Regions from separate parts of the Mus musculus genome. Here all the other regions are linked to region 3. A link is a contact called in public Hi-C data. All regions are on one chromosome and are shown on one strand. The core of a region is the stretch at or near the end of the contact, and the rest is flanking DNA. Distances in the headings are between cores, read along the strand shown. Region 1 has its middle 100 kb from the start of Gm22845. Region 2 has its middle 26 kb from the start of Gm22845. Region 3 has its middle 140 kb from the start of Nt5c1b.

What was found. Hi-C and Micro-C count contacts between places; a contact is called where the count stands out from the background.
Region 1: a contact with region 3 is called in a Hi-C map of the C2C12 cell line, with 4 times the contacts expected there. The contact joins two enhancer-like sites. A contact is called at or near these places in 1 of 15 datasets of contacts at CTCF or cohesin (the NIH/3T3 cell line) and 7 of 484 Hi-C or Micro-C datasets (the 3T3-L1 cell line, the C2C12 cell line, beige adipocytes and 3 more).
Region 2: a contact with region 3 is called in a Hi-C map of the C2C12 cell line, with 2.0 times the contacts expected there. The contact joins two enhancer-like sites. A contact is called at or near these places in 1 of 15 datasets of contacts at CTCF or cohesin (the NIH/3T3 cell line), 16 of 484 Hi-C or Micro-C datasets (the 3T3-L1 cell line, the C2C12 cell line, the HL-1 cell line and 7 more) and 1 of 115 datasets of contacts at active chromatin or transcription factors (fibro-adipogenic progenitors).

The regions. Positions count from the first base shown.
Region 1 is chr12:9,761,340-9,764,123 of GRCm38.p6, reverse strand. No RefSeq gene overlaps it. Among named protein-coding and RNA genes, the nearest start is that of Gm22845, 100 kb to the left of the region's middle. Within about 2 kb of position 1,398, at least 9 of the 459 cell types and tissues checked have an H3K27ac peak or open chromatin away from gene starts, as enhancers often do. A contact at or near this core is called in the C2C12 cell line, where this site is marked.
Region 2 is chr12:9,838,075-9,840,774 of GRCm38.p6, reverse strand. No RefSeq gene overlaps it. Among named protein-coding and RNA genes, the nearest start is that of Gm22845, 26 kb to the left of the region's middle. Within about 2 kb of position 1,389, at least 62 of the 459 cell types and tissues checked have an H3K27ac peak or open chromatin away from gene starts, as enhancers often do. A contact at or near this core is called in the C2C12 cell line, muscle stem cells and myocytes, where this site is marked.
Region 3 is chr12:10,229,989-10,232,788 of GRCm38.p6, reverse strand. No RefSeq gene overlaps it. Among named protein-coding and RNA genes, the nearest start is that of Nt5c1b, 140 kb to the left of the region's middle. Within about 2 kb of position 1,463, at least 27 of the 459 cell types and tissues checked have an H3K27ac peak or open chromatin away from gene starts, as enhancers often do. A contact at or near this core is called in the C2C12 cell line, muscle stem cells and myocytes, where this site is marked.

The sequences.
Region 1 (2,784 bases), core at 149-2,648, 470 kb after region 3:
GTTACCTCCTTCATCCATTTTTAATTCTCCCATCTCATCCTTCTTTTACCCCCAAGCTTAAACCTAACATTGTCAACAAGTTTTCCCTTCCCTTAAGTCTGGAGGTTTAATGAACCCACTCCTTCTTGAAGTATCTGTAGGAATTGATCTGTAAAAATCCACTAACTACAAGCACTAAAATGTGACCTGGATAGCTGATCTTTTACCAGTTAAAGTAAGGCTATTTCCTGTTTTAGATGAGTGATACTGTGTGTGATCCTTTAACAGACTACATCCTGAGGCATGCCAACCATTTTACAAAAGGAGCCCCTGTTCATCCTTTGCAGCTCTGGTACTCTACTCGGTTCTCAGTCCTGCTTACATGTTTGAAATAGTGACAATTGTCCTTCTGGCTGTGAGTTTGTCTCCTCTCTTGTTCTCCCTCAATTCCTTTCTTGATAGTTCTTCAGCCCTTATATCATTCTGTAACAAGCTTTTGTGCCATACTGTTTCAGGAAAAAAAGACTTGAGCATGCCTGTGAAGGCTCCATGCCATGGAGCAAACCTCTTCTGGAGTAGTCTCATCATGCTTATAATAATGCAGTGCCCAAGTAACTTCCTTAACAGCAACAACAAGAATTGCTAAATTTAGTTTACCATTTATAATGAGACCAGGCATAATTATGCACACCTATATTCCCTGCACTAAGTATAGGGAAGATGACCAGAATTTCAAGGCTACCCTCAGCTACACAGTAAGTTTGAGGCAAGCCTTGGCAACATAAATTATCTCAAAAAATAAATAAATAAACTGGAAAGATTGTGGGTTACGTTGCCTGATGTATTGTTTGAGCTGAGTCTGGGCTGAGCATTTGTTATTCTGGCATCCTAGAGGCCGAGGCAGGAAACTCAGAAGCTCAGATCAAGCCTGGGGGTAGCAAGAACCCATCTCAGAAAAACAAAAAGAAAGGGGCAGGTGGAAGACAAAAAGGAGGAACAGCAGAAGTTCACGTCAAAACTTTTAATAGGCAGAGTGATGTCAGCCATGAGCAGCTACCCAACATCCCTAAGTTATGGCAATGAACCACACACACCGAAGTGACTCACTACATAGCTATTAAACATAACCCAAGGCAATGGGAACACTGATGCCCTAAAATGAAAGAGTGAATAGGATAGACCTCCAAGAAGACTGCTGGTGGAATTCTTACCCTAGGCAGAGATTCTTCCCTTAAATATATGAGCCTCTCCCCTTCACAACAAAGCATGAAGCATTTGCTGCTGTCCTTGAACCATGTTCTGAGTTTTACATGATGAAAAGCATGTCTGATGCTTTGCTGGGCTCTGTAATGTGGAAGCCTGCTGATGCAAAAAGAAGCTACTCTGCTGACTGCCCTATTACTGATAGTGCTCAGTGACTAGGCATCCCCACAGGAGCTCCATGGGAAGAGCTGAGTTCCATTCAGCTGCAGAAGCATTTTGCATGACGTCTTTGCATGGGTTTGGAAGAAGTCAACCAGCTGTGGGTGATTCAGTTGCCCACACTGGGGCAGATGTAGAGAAATGTCCCCTAGGAACAGCCAGATACAAGATCATCGGATAGGTTTCTCTCTCCAAAGTTACTGTCATTCCACAAAAACAGCTGTGTTACTTCCTGGCAGTCATCACTGTTCACACATTCCAAACTCTAAACAGCAACTTGCTACTCTTCTTTGCTCCCTTTTCCACAGGCACCCCAGACAGGCCTCATGTATAAGCTATAGATTCATCTATCCATTCATTCCTGTTACACTTATTTATAAAATGGCTTCTATGCACCTGCATAGTTGTCCATTATGGTAATGGGAATTAGATAAGTATTGCCTTCTCCGTTTCACTACCGACCAAAAGAAACAGAGTAGTTAAATTACTTAACAAAAGCCACACAGGTCACAAAGGAAAAAAGCTAGATTCAAATTAATACTTTCTGAAGCTAAAATCAATACTCTTTTTATTATTCACATCTGGGCTTAACAAGTTTGCAATTATCCTTATTAATTAATGAATGTTAATAATACATATATATCACAGGCCTCATGTAGGGACGACGTCTATGGTTGTATGTATAACTTTTAAAACTTTATACTTATTTTACTGTTTTCAAATGCAAATGTATTCTTTTCATTTATACATTTGTCAGTTGCCATTTCATATTTCACCAGTTAATTTATACACCTAACATTTCTGTCACCGTCTCTCATTCACCTTTGTAGGCATGATCCTCCTTGTGACTCTTCTTTCCAAGACTAATAAGCACTGATAGTCCCTGCTACAGGTTTTGTCCCACAAAATAGGCTCAGAGCCTTAGTAGTGGCAACCCGCACACACTAACAATTTAGGCACATTTAAGGGTTCTTTCAAGCTCCATGCAGCATCAATCTGGAACTTGGTTAAAAAACAAACAAACAAACAACAACAACAAACGCAACCTGTGGTTACAAATAACACTTGGGAAAGGGCTGGGTTCCTAGTAAATTACAGTTGGAAATTATGCAGGTGGCATATTTGAATCTTTGTTTCAATCAGTTTTGACGTGAACCTGGGAATAAGTGGCTATTCCCCAGCCTGATCATCTGGCCTACAATCTAGTGGTTTTAGATATATGTAGTTTGCAGTGTCCAATAAAAACAAGGGCTTAAAATGGAAGACCTTGATACATAATAGTGTTAGAGCACTCTCTGTTCCAGTAAAGACAGAAGAAAGAATTCTTCTTAACACTGAAGAACGTGATGACATGTTAGGTCTCACACTGAATTCATGAAAACA
Region 2 (2,700 bases), core at 140-2,639, 390 kb after region 3:
GTAATTTCACAGTGGGAAGACTCCCCAGGAGACTTCTTTACAGAGAAGTTTTCTGTTTGTCCTTGGACATGGAAGGATCTATCTATTCCTCACTTCTGTTTTATCATTCTCAGTGTTTCTCTCTCAGCCAAACCCCAGAGGATGCTTGATATTCCCTGGCAGTCTTTATTCCTCTGAAAATGCATTTTTAAAATCGCCTTTTTGGAGAATTCAAGTAAACTTGAATTATGGTCACAAAGTCTTAAGTAGATGGCTCTGAATTAACACAAGACTGCACTGCCTGCTAATGGCATCTTGGGGGCATTGAGTCTAACTCTTCTTGTATTGGCAATGCGCATTCTGTATTAGTAAAACCAGAAACATCTGAGAGGAAATGACTGTGCAACAAGGGTTCCCAGTGTGCGCCACGGATCTGACATAATAAGTTCTGGTCCCAACTTTGTCTGTTGAGCTAGAAAGCTTGTCAGAGGCCATCAGCTTGCTCTGGATTATTTAATGGCCACCCTCCCTGGTAAAGTTCATGCTGCCCTCTGTGGCACTGAGAGCCACCGACACCAAAGGATTTGGTTTCATGTACTTGAACTTGAGTGACACAAATATTTCAGTGGTGAATCAGTCCTGGAAAGAGAAGGAGAGTAGTTAGGGAGTGTTTATAGAAGACATTTCATCATTGCTAGTCAAACATGTCTCACTGTTGGTTCAGGAGGCTCTGGTATTTTCCTTCTTTGAAGGGGATGCTAAGAAAGCCAATAGCTTCCAGCCTGTAGTTCTGCTCCGAGAAAGAGCAATGGCCATTTGCACACAGGGAACCCCAGGACTAGTTGCTTTGGAATGTTGAAAATGTTGGGGAAATAATTGTATGTTTTTCCTCTGGGTGGGGGGACACAAAAGCTGTTGGGTGCAAGTAAAGTAGAACTAAAGCTGCTTCTAGAGTTGGAGCAGTGAAGGGAGCCGCTCCCTCTGCCTCATAGCCTGGAAAAAGTCAGTGTGAAGACTATCAGAACCTCAGTAATAATGGTCAGAAAACTTGGTTGAAAAACGAGAAGGTTGATTCTTTTGGCATGGGTCATCATAACTTGGACCATATCTCAAGCATTTGTGGACCCAGTGAAGCAATTCATGAAACCTCAACCCTCAGATGAAGATGGGATGGTACCAGTGCCCAACACTTAGGAAGTGTGCAGTCCTTCTGGAGGTGTGGCATTATGAATGACAAGGAGATTCAAGAAGACTGCCCTTAGGAAAAAACCTAGCCAAGCCACACCAGGAAGCACAAACCAAATTAAATATTTTAAGAAAATAAACAAAGCTACTGAGTCAAGCATACATAGCAAGAAAATGGGAAAAGATTGTTTGAGACCCAAGGTTTGAATATCATGAAGCCACATATGTGATGAGCCAGCCCAAAGGAATGAGAATCCTGCAGCTGTGTGTACCCTGAGGCTGTTCTCTCCAGAGCTCCCCCGGAAAGGAGACTTGTGATCCTGCTAGGGCAGCTAATTATACTCTGTTCTTTTCGCCAATGTGAGCATGGCTTGGCTGAGAGTCTCAATCCTGTCTATCGATTGAATTGTTCATATTGTGAACATTTTACTATAAGGCTTCCCAATTTGCTTGCAGGAACTTTAGAGACTGTCTGTTACAACAGAATTTTTTTATAATCAAAACTCAGCCACACAAATATTCCATCTTAAAATTTTCAGAAGTCTGGAAGTAAATAAGTTTATTTCAACACTTTGAATTTAGCAGGATTTAAACTTTATGAAAAAAGATATAAAGTGGGCCCATGTGAGGGTTAAGAATTGATTGTAATGAAGAGAGAAAGAGTCCACTGCACACCAACTGCTGGTAGGAAATAGAGCCTCGGTGGAACTGAGTTCCGATTCTGGTTATAGCTGCTTTAATCTACCCACAAGGTTTTGAACCAATTACCCTTGCCACAACAGAAGGTCCTTCACTAAGAATGATATACTGCCATAACTTTGGCACGTATGAGGGGTCAGTAAGACACATGTTTGCTGTACGAAATCTGTTCAACTTGGTTATAAAACTTTTGTCAAGAATATTACCATATCTGATTACAAATTACTATTGGAACCAAATATCAAAAACTGTGTGTTAAGAATAAGTATACTTTTACATTCCCTGGATGAAGCTCACAAGATTTTCTTCCTTTTTTTCTCTCCCTTTTAAAATTTATTTTTATATACTTTAGTTTTCCTTTATTTTCACAATTTCACCTATGGATACATTCATATGGATACATTCCATACTGACTACTCCCCCCTCCTACCTCCATGCCACCTCTGCCCCACCTACCTTCCCACATGTCTCACTCTTATATTTGTGTCTTTTTTTTTTTTTGACCCACCAAGATTTGTAAGAGCCATCTGTGTGAACACAGGCTTGAAGTTATTTGTCAGAACCTGGTGTGGTAGGCTCAGAAGACAGTACAAAACTACAAACATCTCCCTATTTTTTAATTTCTTTTCTTTTTATTTTATTTTTTTATATTCCAGTCATTTCTTCCCTCTTGGTTCACCCTACACCTTTCTTCAAAAGGCTGTCACCACCTCCTGTCCCTGCCAGACCTTCCCACCCCACGGGGCCTCAAGTCTCTCTAGGATTAGGAGCATCTTCTCCCACTGAGGTCAGACCAGGCAGTCCTCTGCTCTTTATGTGTCACAGCTTCCAAGCAGC
Region 3 (2,800 bases), core at 214-2,713:
CGAAACTCTCCCTTGCTCCACCATTCTGTATTTGTTGCTAAAGCTTGAAAACTTTGTTTTCACACATTTCAAACTAAGGTATCCCACTTTATTTCAATGCAAAATAGTAAAATGAGAAAAATCGCTCCCCAGCCCAGCAAACTATTCCAATGGCTCCTCAAATGACAGATTGTAACAATGTAGAAGTCAATTGCTGAGCTTTTTTTTTTTCCTTTCATCTCTTTGCCAGTTAACACCATTCTCTTCATTGTTTTTCAGTCTCTGAATGAATAAGTTGGGTTAGCTAGCCTGAACTCAGGAACCCTTTATCTTGGTTTAGTGTCCTGCCCTGCCTGTCCTTAAACTAAGTGTATATATAGCCTTTGCCAGATTACATTGTTTTAGGTATTCTTTTAATTATAAATTGTATAAATAATCACTGGCCTTATGTGATATCCTTTGAAAAGAAATATATTATTTAAACTAGATAATGTCACATAGAGGAGAAGGACCTAACAAATGTTTACTGATTGATTTTCTAAGCACTGTATGATTGTAATTGTAGCATTGATAATCATTCATGCTTGTGGTAACTCAGCGCTGCCCAGCATCTTTGTAGAAGACTGGTTTCTTATTCATGTAGTCAAATACCTTAAAGTTCATAGGCAAGTGGCCATGAAGCCTATTTTGTTTAAAGCACTATGACCTTCCAACCTTCAGACCCAGAAGGAATTCCTGTGTAGCAAGCCATATAATGTGTTGCTTCTGAGGCTCTTAGGCCAGTGTGTCTGGGAAAGCTTCAGGCTGGAAGTATTGAGGAGTATTAATGTGCAGACGTAGGATCTGTCAGGAATACGAGCTGTGGTGCAACACAAACCACCTGCAAAGCTTGTGATGTTTTTTGAAACAGAGTGCCGGAAAGAAGGGGCCCAAGGCCAAGAAAGGAAAATGGAGCTGCAGATTGGTGTGCAGCTCAAAGCACAGGCAGGGTAAGGAAGCTGCTCTTGTACTTCTATACCCTCCCCACCCCCAGCTGCTGTTCTGGGTGTCACATTTTCGTGACTGATGGACCATGTCAGGCTGAGGCATACTGGATTTCTATGCACATAAGAAAGGGAACAGAAAAGGTCAATGTCTTCAGTAAAACTTAGAGGATGATTTTACACCAGCAGCGACTCTCCCATAACGTTTAAAGCAGATTCTAATAAGTGGTTTCCAAATAGTAACAAAGCCGTGCAATGAGTTGCCAGGACATAAGCTGGGTGCCCCTTAGACCTTGGGAACTGTAAATCTCGAAAGAAGGCAGATAGTCTCCCCAATTAGGGTGCTAAGATTAGCAATCTCTTTCCTGAGTTTGCCAAAAAACACAAAGATGCTGATACAGAATTGGTAGCAGATCCACTAAAAACAGGCAGCCATGTGTCCATTAGTGTATGTCTGTGCTTCTGTGGTTAGGAGGCATGCAGCTGAGTGATGGGCCGTGCTATTTGTATCTCTGACATCATCAGTGCCTCTGAGGGAGTCCTTGCTAAAGCATGTCTCGTAGTCTAGTTGTTGCTCTTCAGAGCCATGATTTAGAACTACTTTTTCGTTTTGTTTTTTTCTAATCCTAAGTTTTTCTATGTAAGCCTTGCCTGAAACAAACACATAGCTTCAAAAGAATATAAAAGTAACGGTCTGTATAGGCATCAGTGGCAAAATCCTGGAGCCAGGAAATGCGCTTTGCAAAACTTCAAGGAAAAAAAAAAAAGATTTGCTGAGTGACTAGTGATCCTAAGAAAAGTTTCACTCCAGTGGCACAGGAGTAAGTATAGCAGTGTCTGGAGTGTTGGGACACCTCGGACATTAACCAGACCAGCTTTCCCACCTACTGCGTCATCAACATACTTTCTCCCAACACTCTGACATTTCCTCCCATCTCTCCTCACCTCCATCAGGCCCCCATGTTCTGTCCCTCACAAAGTCTGTCCCACCTGGCTTCTTGTCTTGGCTGATGAAAATCTACAGAGGCAGGAGAGAAGGAGCTGGATGTGATGCGGGCTGCAGATTACACGGGGATGAAAAGCACAGACGCAGATCCCATGACTGGTGAGAAGAGTCCACAAGAGAAGTAACTGCAGAGTAATTAGCAGAAGACTGTGTGCGCTGGTACATGGATGTGCTAAAGTGCTCCTACCGACTTTACTCTTTAACTTTGTTAATTTTAGGCAGGGTTCCTAAATTGGTCTTGCTATATAGCCAAGGATAACCAGTCTGAACTGATTATCCTCCTGTCTCCAATTCTCTAGCCCTGTGGTTACAGACAATAATTATGATACCTGGTTCTTGTGATACATGAATGAGAATACTCAATAACCACAAATATAAGATTTGGATTTTTAAGTCCCTAGTTTCTGATTTCAAATATTGCATTTTTTCCATTTGACCCCATTTTTGCTTACATGGATACAAAGATCCAAAACCCATAACACAGAACATAATATTTATTTACATTCTGAAATAATGTGCTGCTTATTGTTTTCAACAATTGTTTGAAACAACTTGGTTTTCAGTCAGTCCATGTGTGTTACAGGTGGCCTTTTGATTAAACAGGCACAAAAGAAGTTTGAAGAGATCACATTTTCTTGGAAAGCCATGAGAGTGAAGAAGACGTATGATTTTTGAAGAATGGTCTTTTTAAATAGCCTTCTATTATTTTACACAATGGAAGAATGAAAGCTAAGATACATGTGATTTAAAATTACTGTTCACTGTTATTTTTAGGGTTTTATGTTGTAGGATAGTTAGCAGGTTAGGACTAGGGCTCTTGCCTAGCAATAAC